Regions from separate parts of the Danio rerio genome. Here all the other regions are linked to region 1. Evidence: chromatin contacts called from public Hi-C and HiCAR-type data. All regions are on one chromosome and are shown on one strand. The core of a region is the stretch at or near the end of the contact, and the rest is flanking DNA. Distances in the headings are between cores, read along the strand shown. Region 1 holds the start of lmx1bb (LIM homeobox transcription factor 1, beta b). Region 2 holds the start of zbtb34 (zinc finger and BTB domain containing 34). Region 3 overlaps LOC141375661 (a long non-coding RNA gene).

Region 1 (2,867 bases), core at 199-2,698:
TAGATACTCATAAACCAATATGACATTGTGAAAAAAGGCGTCCGAATAATATTACGTGTGATATTAATTGTTTATTATATCTTCTTCTTATTATTATTATTTTATTATTATTGTTATTATTATTATTATTATTATTATTATTATTACATACGCACAAAAATTAAAACGTTGCACAATATCTGGCAAATCTAAAATTGACACTATTAGCCTATGCTCAAAAAACTGCCAATTAAATATTTGCAATTGTATTTATGTACCCTTCAAGATCATGTGTAAACAAAATCTCCGGTCCAAAGAATAAATAGCCTAATGGGGTAAGAGAAAAGAAAATATATAGCCTAATTGTGCAGATTTTCTTCTTATTATTCATTTTTACCTATTTTTTTATTTCTGTCCATCTACCATTCAAACGTTACAGTTATTTGTTAGAATTAAGCAAACATAATAAGATGTAATGGTGCAGCTGTTTGAATGGGAAATACGTGCAGTTTATATAGCCTAAAACAACAACAACATGAGAGCATGGAAATAATTGCATTGCGTTGCGCAGTAAATATGAGAGAAATTATTTTATTATTTAAATACACCACTCGTGTATTTGGATTATTTTCTATGGGAAATAGTTTTGATTATTCAACAGATGAATGCGGCCGGCCGGTCAAATGCATGACACATGCGGGTGCATCCCAGCCGACTGCATGGCCCGACTGCTACAGTTCCAGCTGTACTGTAGATCTCTATCTATCTTAACAGAAACAGCATTATAAAAATTCCCAGAATTACTTTAGTATTTGCGAGCATTTACAGGCTTGCTTTTAAAGACAAATACTACAAATGTTGAAGGACTTACCGAGCATAACTCCAAGTGTTGCTTGTCCCGACCGCAGCGGATGATCTTCGATTTTTATACCGTCCAACATCTTTAAATATTCCCAATGTTACCTGCAAGGAAGCGCCGTCCTAGACCTGTTGTAATATCCACAACAACACATTTGTCAGAGTTGTCCACTCTTCAAATCCCAAAACTATTGCTCACAACATTAGTTGATATCACAGAAATCTCAATCTATGCAGCTTTGCAGCTAAAATGGCCAGCTCAAGAAAACTTTTCATTGCAGTTGCAACTTGCTAGTTTAGAATTTGTTCTTGATCACAGCCTGGCAAAGAAGCACAACAATTCATAACTATAAAACTGAAAACACGCACTAAATCACCTGTTAATTAACGTCCGAGACGTTTTCTCCACGAAGCGCAAAGTTAGGTTTTTTATCCCGGCTGTTGTCACGAGCTGCAAAGGAAGATCCTCCCTTTCCTACACCGTGCACAAGTCGTCTCAACCCGCAGAAGTTTTTAGGAAATTAGTAAAATCCACGAAAACCTAAAGGAGATGTCTAAACGTTAACTCTTAAATTAGTGCGCCATTCGGCTCCCTGCAGCTTGAGAAAGCTCAAAACTGAGATAGGCTTCAGAGAAAGCACCCTCCCCTTTTGGTCGCGTCACTTTGCAGGCTATTGACTGACATAGGGATGCTATTGGTGCGCCAGTGTTCGTGCACTCTGCCGAGTGGAACTAAATGCGTTCCGCCTCCAAAATCACATTGCCTCCTAAACTAGAGGCGCACAAGGATGGTAAACAACGTTACGAAAATTGTGGTGAAACAAACGAGTCTAAAAACGCAGACTAATTCAGAGAAAAGCTTAGCCTAAAGAAAGAAAGAAAGAAAGAAAGAAAGAAAGAAAGAAAGAAAGAAAGAAAGAAAGAAAGAAAGAAAGAAAGAAAGAAAGAAAGATTCTAACATGTTATTCTAACATGTTCTAACAAGAAAAAAATATTCTGAAGTATTTACTGAATATTAAATTTATGCATTTTCAGTTTTGCTACATAATAATATTAATAATAATAATAATAATAATAATAATAGGTTTATAGAAAAAAAATGCATTTCACATGGACAATACTTGATTTGTGTATTAATTAACAAGTGTCTACCAATTTATGGAAATTGCAAAAAAGTAGTCAGCAAATGTAGTTTATCTGTAAACAAAACATCCATAATGTTATTGTTGTTATTATTATTATTATTATTATTATTATTATTATTATTATTATTACTGCTGTTTTCATAATAATATTAATAATAATAATAATAATAATAATAATAATAATAACAACAACAATAGTTATTATTATTATTATTACAAAACTAGCCATTTTTTTACGTAGGCTATATTGTTTAACTGTTTATATATTTTATTAAAATAATTATATTACTATATGAAATATATCATAACTAGGCTATTATTAAATAACTTCAATAAATTTTTACTTTTTACAGCAGCATTTATTATTCCACACTTGCAGTCGTAGTGTTTACATTAACCACGATTACAATATACAGATCAAAACACGTCACTTCGTAATGAATGGCACCAAGCAATTACGCGTTATCTCTTCTTTTGTTATTAATTGTAACACGTCAAATTTGTATCATGCGCATTGTAATGTAAAACGTAATTGTTGTTTTTATAAATAGATGGCGTCACTTCAAACCCTGAAGCGCATGCTCCTCTTTGGGTTTTTCTCCGACTGTTCGAGGCCCATCTCCTCTCATGCAGAGGCTGCTGGCTTTGATATCAGGTAGCGGAGCATCACGCCCGTCCGCATGCTTTGTGCTTTTGTGTCCATTATGAAGCCTCGAACCTTCTGACCCTCGTCTACGATGCACCTGGAGATCAGGGCCGATAACTGCGGACAGCAGACAGCGGCTGGCAGAAGCAGATGAAATAAAATGCAAAACCTTAAGTGAGATAGCGTAATGATACCACAAATTAAACAGGAAAAAAGATAAAAATCGAGCTAATGAGTTA
Region 2 (2,867 bases), core at 241-2,740, 230 kb before region 1:
TAAATCTGTTTTGTTTAAATGCACCAAAATACATTGCCTATATTCAGAAATGGAGAAAAAATATTCATTTTCAAAATGGGGTGTACTTATTTATGCTGAGCCCTGTAGGGGAAACGAACACAAAAGACTTTAAATTCAAAAAGGCAAAAAGAAAAATGAATTATGGCACACAAAAAACAAGCAAAAGTGAAACTATACAGATGATTGACACATTCCTGTAGGCGAAAGACTTGCCATTTATTGTCCGTGAACGTCAAACAAAAAGAGAAAAAAAAGAAAAGTAAAAGAGAAGTGAGGGTTGCAATGTCACTGACACAGCTTTGATTATATACATTAAAAATTAGGGTTTGTATTGGGAACTTTCATTTACAAGTACCTTTAACATACATCAAGCCCTTCAATGGAACAAAAGGTCTTAAATGATTAAAATGTTCGTCAGAATAAAATAAATTTTTAAAAAAATATTTTAAAAGCTGTTCACTTCAAGGTTTTTGAGGAACCCAAATATGGTTCTTTTATGACATTACTGTGAAAAATACTAAATCTAATCTTTATTTTTCTGAAAACTGACAGAGTATGTAATGTTTTCCTTTCCATTTGGAAATAACTATATATTTAAGAAAAACATGAAACAACCTTGAAAAATAAAAACACCACCTAGACTAAGAAAGTACAATAAACAGAATGCATTGTGTCATTTGTTAAGTTACCAAGACAATTCAGTTTCACTTTAACTTCAAATGAATAATTACCACGTTGTCAAATAAGTAACAACTCAATTAACACTTTGGTTGTTTTAAAATCTAGTGAACAGAAACCATATGCATCATTCTTGACATAAACCAGTTTAAATTATTTTTGAAAGCTGTCTATGTAGGCAGCTTACTAGTTTCCAAGAAAGCCAAATGCGTTACACTTTCGATATGTATAGGTTTTTATGCAGTAAGTTAACCCAAGGCATTTTTGCATCACGTCTGCAGTAGTGATCAAAAGTTTTGCTTGTCTAAAAACAAACAGGAGGGTGGGAAAGTGGCCCACTTGCTTGTGACTGAGAGGAATCAGGAATGTGGAGGTTGGCAGCTAACACTGACTGCATCTGAAGCGAAAATAAACACACAGCCTACATTAAACTGCCGTAAGACCGCTGTGAAATGGTAAGGTCAGATCATGACAGTTTAGCTCAGGTAGTTGACGGTACTGTGCCCAGCGTCGCAGGCGAACTCCTCCTTAGTAGATTTGCTGCCAGGCTAGCTCGCACCAAAGCTGTCACGGAATGCTAACAAGTTAGCCGGTTAGCGACATGTATTTAAAAGCGCCCGGCATAACCGTGTCAAATAAAACTAAGCTGACGACTGAACCGACATAATGCGGACTTAAAATTAAAGTCGCGTCTCACCTTCTCCGATCAAATGTCGGCCATTCCTCTGCACAGCGACTCGCTTTGGCCTCCTCCTTCCCCAGCTGTGCTCTGCTCCTCCGCCGTTGCTATTTTTCCAGCTCTCTGCCCAACCGGAAGTGCACGCGCGCGGTCTCCAGGGGCCGCGCTCTGTCTCTCGGGTTTCTTGACGTGCTGTTGAGGAAGCCGTACCGTAGATGATATAGAGATCAGAGGTAAGACTCGCCCCCTTTCCCTTCGACTTTTCGGTACAAGGGTCATGGAGTGTGTATGTTTAAGGATGTTAGCTTTGTTGCAATAATTTCAATGAAGGGTGTCCGGTTTTCGTTTCCGCGAATACCCACTGTACCGGATTGGGAGGCAGTTATGAAGTCGTTAAAGGACAACGACAAACGTTTATAGAAGAAGATACAAGATAAGACAGCAGTAATAATAATAATAATAATAATAATAATAATAATAATAATAATAATATAATAATAATAATAATAATACTAATAATAATAATGAATTTTATAAATATAATAATTTCTAGATAGATAGATAGATAGATAGATAGATAGATAGATAGATAGATAGATAGATAGATAGATAGATAGGTAGATAGATAGATTCATTCATTCATTTTCTTTTCGGCTTAGTCTCTATTAATCTGGGGTTGCCACAGCAGAATGAACCGCCAACTTATCCAGTATATGTTTTAAACAGGGGATGCAACCCATCACTGGGAAACATCTATGCACACTCATTCACTCATAAGAATATATATTATTATTTTGTAATATTATTGATAAATTATTGTAATTGTAAATACTTTTTGATGCCAAAACTTAATAATTTACAAATTTAATAATTGTGTAAAAATATTGTTGTAATATATATTTATATTTCATATCATATAATACATATTTTACATAGTCCTTGTCAAATATATAATCTTATAATCAATAACTTTTATAAATATAACAACTAAAAATAATCATAAAACAAAAAAAGGTGTATGAATGAATACATTCTGAAAACATTATAAAACTTTTTACATTTCTATTTGAAAGTTATGAAATCAACATTATAGCTACATTATGGATCAGAAGGAAAATTAATATGATTTGCTTTAGAAAACCATAACATAAATTTGAAACTGTAAATTTAATGTTTGCTAGACCAGCTGTAGTCCAACACACACTACAATATAAAGATAAAACATTAAGTCAATGCTGAATTCTAGAAACATAGACAAAAGATAGGAACATGTTTTGTCTGGTTAACTTAATATTTTAATTTTCTAATTTCTAAACCCTGTTCAAAATCATATCATGACTTTTCTTTAAACTCAGAATGAAGTTATAATAATAAATCTGCATCTTTACCTGGTCAATTTCAAGCTGTTTCACTACTAATCCAACAGCAGAGGGCGCAACAGGCTAATCTAAGTAAAAGAGCAGAGGTTCTCTCATGTTACCCAGTTTAT
Region 3 (2,867 bases), core at 200-2,699, 170 kb before region 1:
GATTCAAGTCATAATCAGCAACAAAAAAAAAAAGTAAATATAGTAAAGAAAAGAAACACATTATTGCCATTTCTGTTTGATGCTCACACTTAATCCCCAACTAAGAACTCAAAGATGAAGAGAGAAACTGTCTATGACCAAAACACATTTCAGTATATGGTTCTCAGGAACAATCTTGGAGTTAGTGTGATATGGTGTAGAATATGAAAGCAGTGATTTGAGCCATTACTCAGGTTAGTGAGCGTGCATATGGGTCTCCAGAGAGGTCATGTCTGATAATGATGAGTTTTATGGCCTTTTGATTGAAGGCAAGCTTCTCTTAATAGCATTAATTTTAACACGCTCTCATCCTTCCCTATTGTGCTGCTTTTGGACATTGACGAGCATTTATGATTACACCTAATAAAATTACAAATACAAATTAGATTACTGCTTTTTGCAGTGGAACGGTGCAAACAGCCCTCAGTAAAATCTGGAAGCATTAACATATCAGTCACTGAATACAATAACAGAAGAAAAATCACTGAAAGCACAATCAATACCCTCAGCGCAATTATAATCTGTTCATTGTGTTGTTTTGGAAAAGTCATTACACATCAATAAACTCTAAATAATCTCAGCAAATGCTTTATATGGCAATACATTTTTAATAATGTCTGCAAAGCTATTAGGATTTCATAATAGTTAATGGAAATCAAAACGTATATTATTATTGCTGTTTTTCTAAGCAGGGAATCGATTATGCAAATACTGCTGGCTTTTTCAGATTAAAATAAATGAATTAAAACAAACAAACATATTCTGATAAGGAAAAAAATGCTCATTGTTGGCATTCTGTTTTGTTTTATTCTGTTTTTATTTTTAGAAATAGTGAGGGACTGGAAGAGGAACAGTCAAAAATACGATAAAATATGTTGTTATGCTTAAATAAAATAACCATGTTAATAATAAAATAATCTTTGTAGGCTATATTTGAAATATTTTTTCGAATTATTTTTTACTTTAAATAGATTATTTTATTTATTCTATGTATATTTAGGTAGAAATGCGTCTCATCTGCTGTTAACTGCAATTTTCATATTAAAATGTAGGGGGCAGTATTGAACTGAGAGAGCTTTCTGTTTGGATTGGTTTTTTCTCGGTGCAAAATCACCAGCTACTAAGAACGTATACAGGAGTTCAATGGTTCGTCAAACACTGTAAATTATTAAGGCAAGAACCTCAACTGAGAACTGAGAACAAGCTCTGAATCACAAACTGAAATATGCCACTGGTATTTTTAAGAGAATAACCATAGAATCATCGTCATAAACAAACCAAACCTCTCTGACCTACTGTATAACCATTAAGAAGAGAGTTTACATTAGACATTCTAACAAGCAGTGTTGCCTATTATTATAGTGTTGATTTATTTCTTCAAATTTGTTAGTCATCTTAACCACACTGACACGTCAGTACTTGCACAGCAGCGCAACACAAACACAGGAATATTTCACAATGATGATTATCAATAGCATAGACTTCACAGACAGAATGAATGTTTGGGCAGCTATTAAAGGATACTTCAGCCAAATGCGAACATTTACTTACTGTTTACCCACTCTTAAGTTTCAAACCTCCTGGAGTTTCTTTTCCCCCGCTGAACACAATATTTTGAAGAATAATGATGAGGGAAGGTTAATATGTGGGTGAACTTTCTCTTTAAGCAATATGGTCACCACCGGATGTGTTTGCATTTGATCAAAAAAGTATGTAGCCTAGTTTAATTCAACAATCACAAAGAGTGCTTTAGATGAAGATAAAACATGAACAGAAGGTGTTTTCACACTCTTGTAGGCCTACTGTATATTTGTCAGTCAGGCTGTTAATGGTTTGGGACACATGCGGTGCTTCAGGTAAATCGGCCTGACCGGCTCTGACTGGGGAATGTTTTCATCATATCAGGTTCAATTACTGTAAAAGTTTGGGGATCTTAGGCTGAACTCCCTTTCCGCTAACAACGTTCACGGAAGTTTGACCATGTAGTTCAATACAATAGATAAATTGTTTTTGAACAAGGAAATGTTAATTTAGCAGTATAACATTTCAAGGAAGATTATTCCTGTTGACTTTTAGTTCTCCCATGCCTTAACTGTAAAAAACAATTGATTATGCTGCGCAAATGATTAAACACTAAGATACTGGTATAATGCGATGTGTTGTGCCAATTGTGAACAAATGCTGTCTTTGTTTCTTTAAAATTTTGATGTTATCTCAATGTGACATCTTATATAGCTACAGAATAACATATAGGCTATTTTATATCGAGATAGATAGAATTATTTTTAAATTCTTCTTTTGTTTCCTGCATAAATCTATATCTGAACAATAACGGTTTAAATTCTATATCAACTTTTGTTACTATAATTTGATTTGGATCTATCTATCTATCTGTCTATCTATCTATCTATCTATCTATCTATCTATCTATCTATCTATCTATCTATCTATCTATCTATCTATCTATCTATCTATCTATCTATCTATCTATCTATCTATCTATCTATCTATCTATCTATCTATGTATCTATCTATCTATCTATCTATCTATGTCTCTCTATATGTCTGTCTATATGTCTGTCTGTCTAGTAAATGTTTATCTTATGTTTTGCTTTATTTCATTTTGAACAAATTAAATAAATATGCATATACATCTAAAAGAGTTTCTTGCAAACTCTCTTGGTGCATGGTTTGCTGTCAAGTAATTTCCACTATGGGAAATTGCTAGCAAATTTTAAATAATTACAAAGAAACAAGTATAAACAGTCTCAGCCTACATCCAAAATACATCCCATAGATACTGTAGAAATACTTTATTGATCCCTAAG

What was found. A called contact is a pair of places that touch in the nucleus more often than the background predicts. HiCAR-type assays count read pairs that join an accessible place to other places.
Region 2: a contact with region 1 is called in a Hi-C map of hematopoietic stem cells, with 4 times the contacts expected there. The contact joins the promoter of zbtb34 here to the promoter of lmx1bb in region 1. A contact is called at or near these places in 6 of 18 Hi-C or Micro-C datasets (caudal fin, embryo, hematopoietic stem cells and 1 more) and 3 of 4 datasets of contacts at active chromatin or transcription factors (caudal fin, embryo and gastrula embryo).
Region 3: a HiCAR-type map of caudal fin shows a contact between it and region 1, with 5 times the contacts expected there. The contact joins the enhancer-like site here to the promoter of lmx1bb in region 1. A contact is called at or near these places in 5 of 18 Hi-C or Micro-C datasets (caudal fin, embryo, fibroblasts and 1 more) and 2 of 4 datasets of contacts at active chromatin or transcription factors (caudal fin and gastrula embryo).

What each region holds. Positions count from the first base shown.
Region 1 is chr8:35,489,815-35,492,681 of GRCz12tu, forward strand. lmx1bb (LIM homeobox transcription factor 1, beta b) reads right to left here and starts at 1,449. Exons shown (of 9, transcript NM_001025167.2): 1 at 1,215-1,449; 2 at 851-966. The coding sequence starts at 920.
Region 2 is chr8:35,261,225-35,264,091 of GRCz12tu, forward strand. zbtb34 (zinc finger and BTB domain containing 34) reads right to left here and starts at 1,491. Exons shown (of 2, transcript NM_001122711.1): 1 at 1,397-1,491. It overlaps LOC141375661 (a long non-coding RNA gene), which reads left to right and starts at 1,045. Exons shown (of 7, transcript XR_012384456.1): 1 at 1,045-1,611.
Region 3 is chr8:35,317,187-35,320,053 of GRCz12tu, forward strand. The region is part of intron 5 of LOC141375661 (a long non-coding RNA gene); the gene reads left to right. Among named protein-coding and RNA genes, the nearest start is that of zbtb34, 56 kb to the left of the region's middle. Within about 2 kb of position 1,450, at least 2 of the 62 cell types and tissues checked have an H3K27ac peak or open chromatin away from gene starts, as enhancers often do. A contact at or near this core is called in caudal fin, where this site is marked.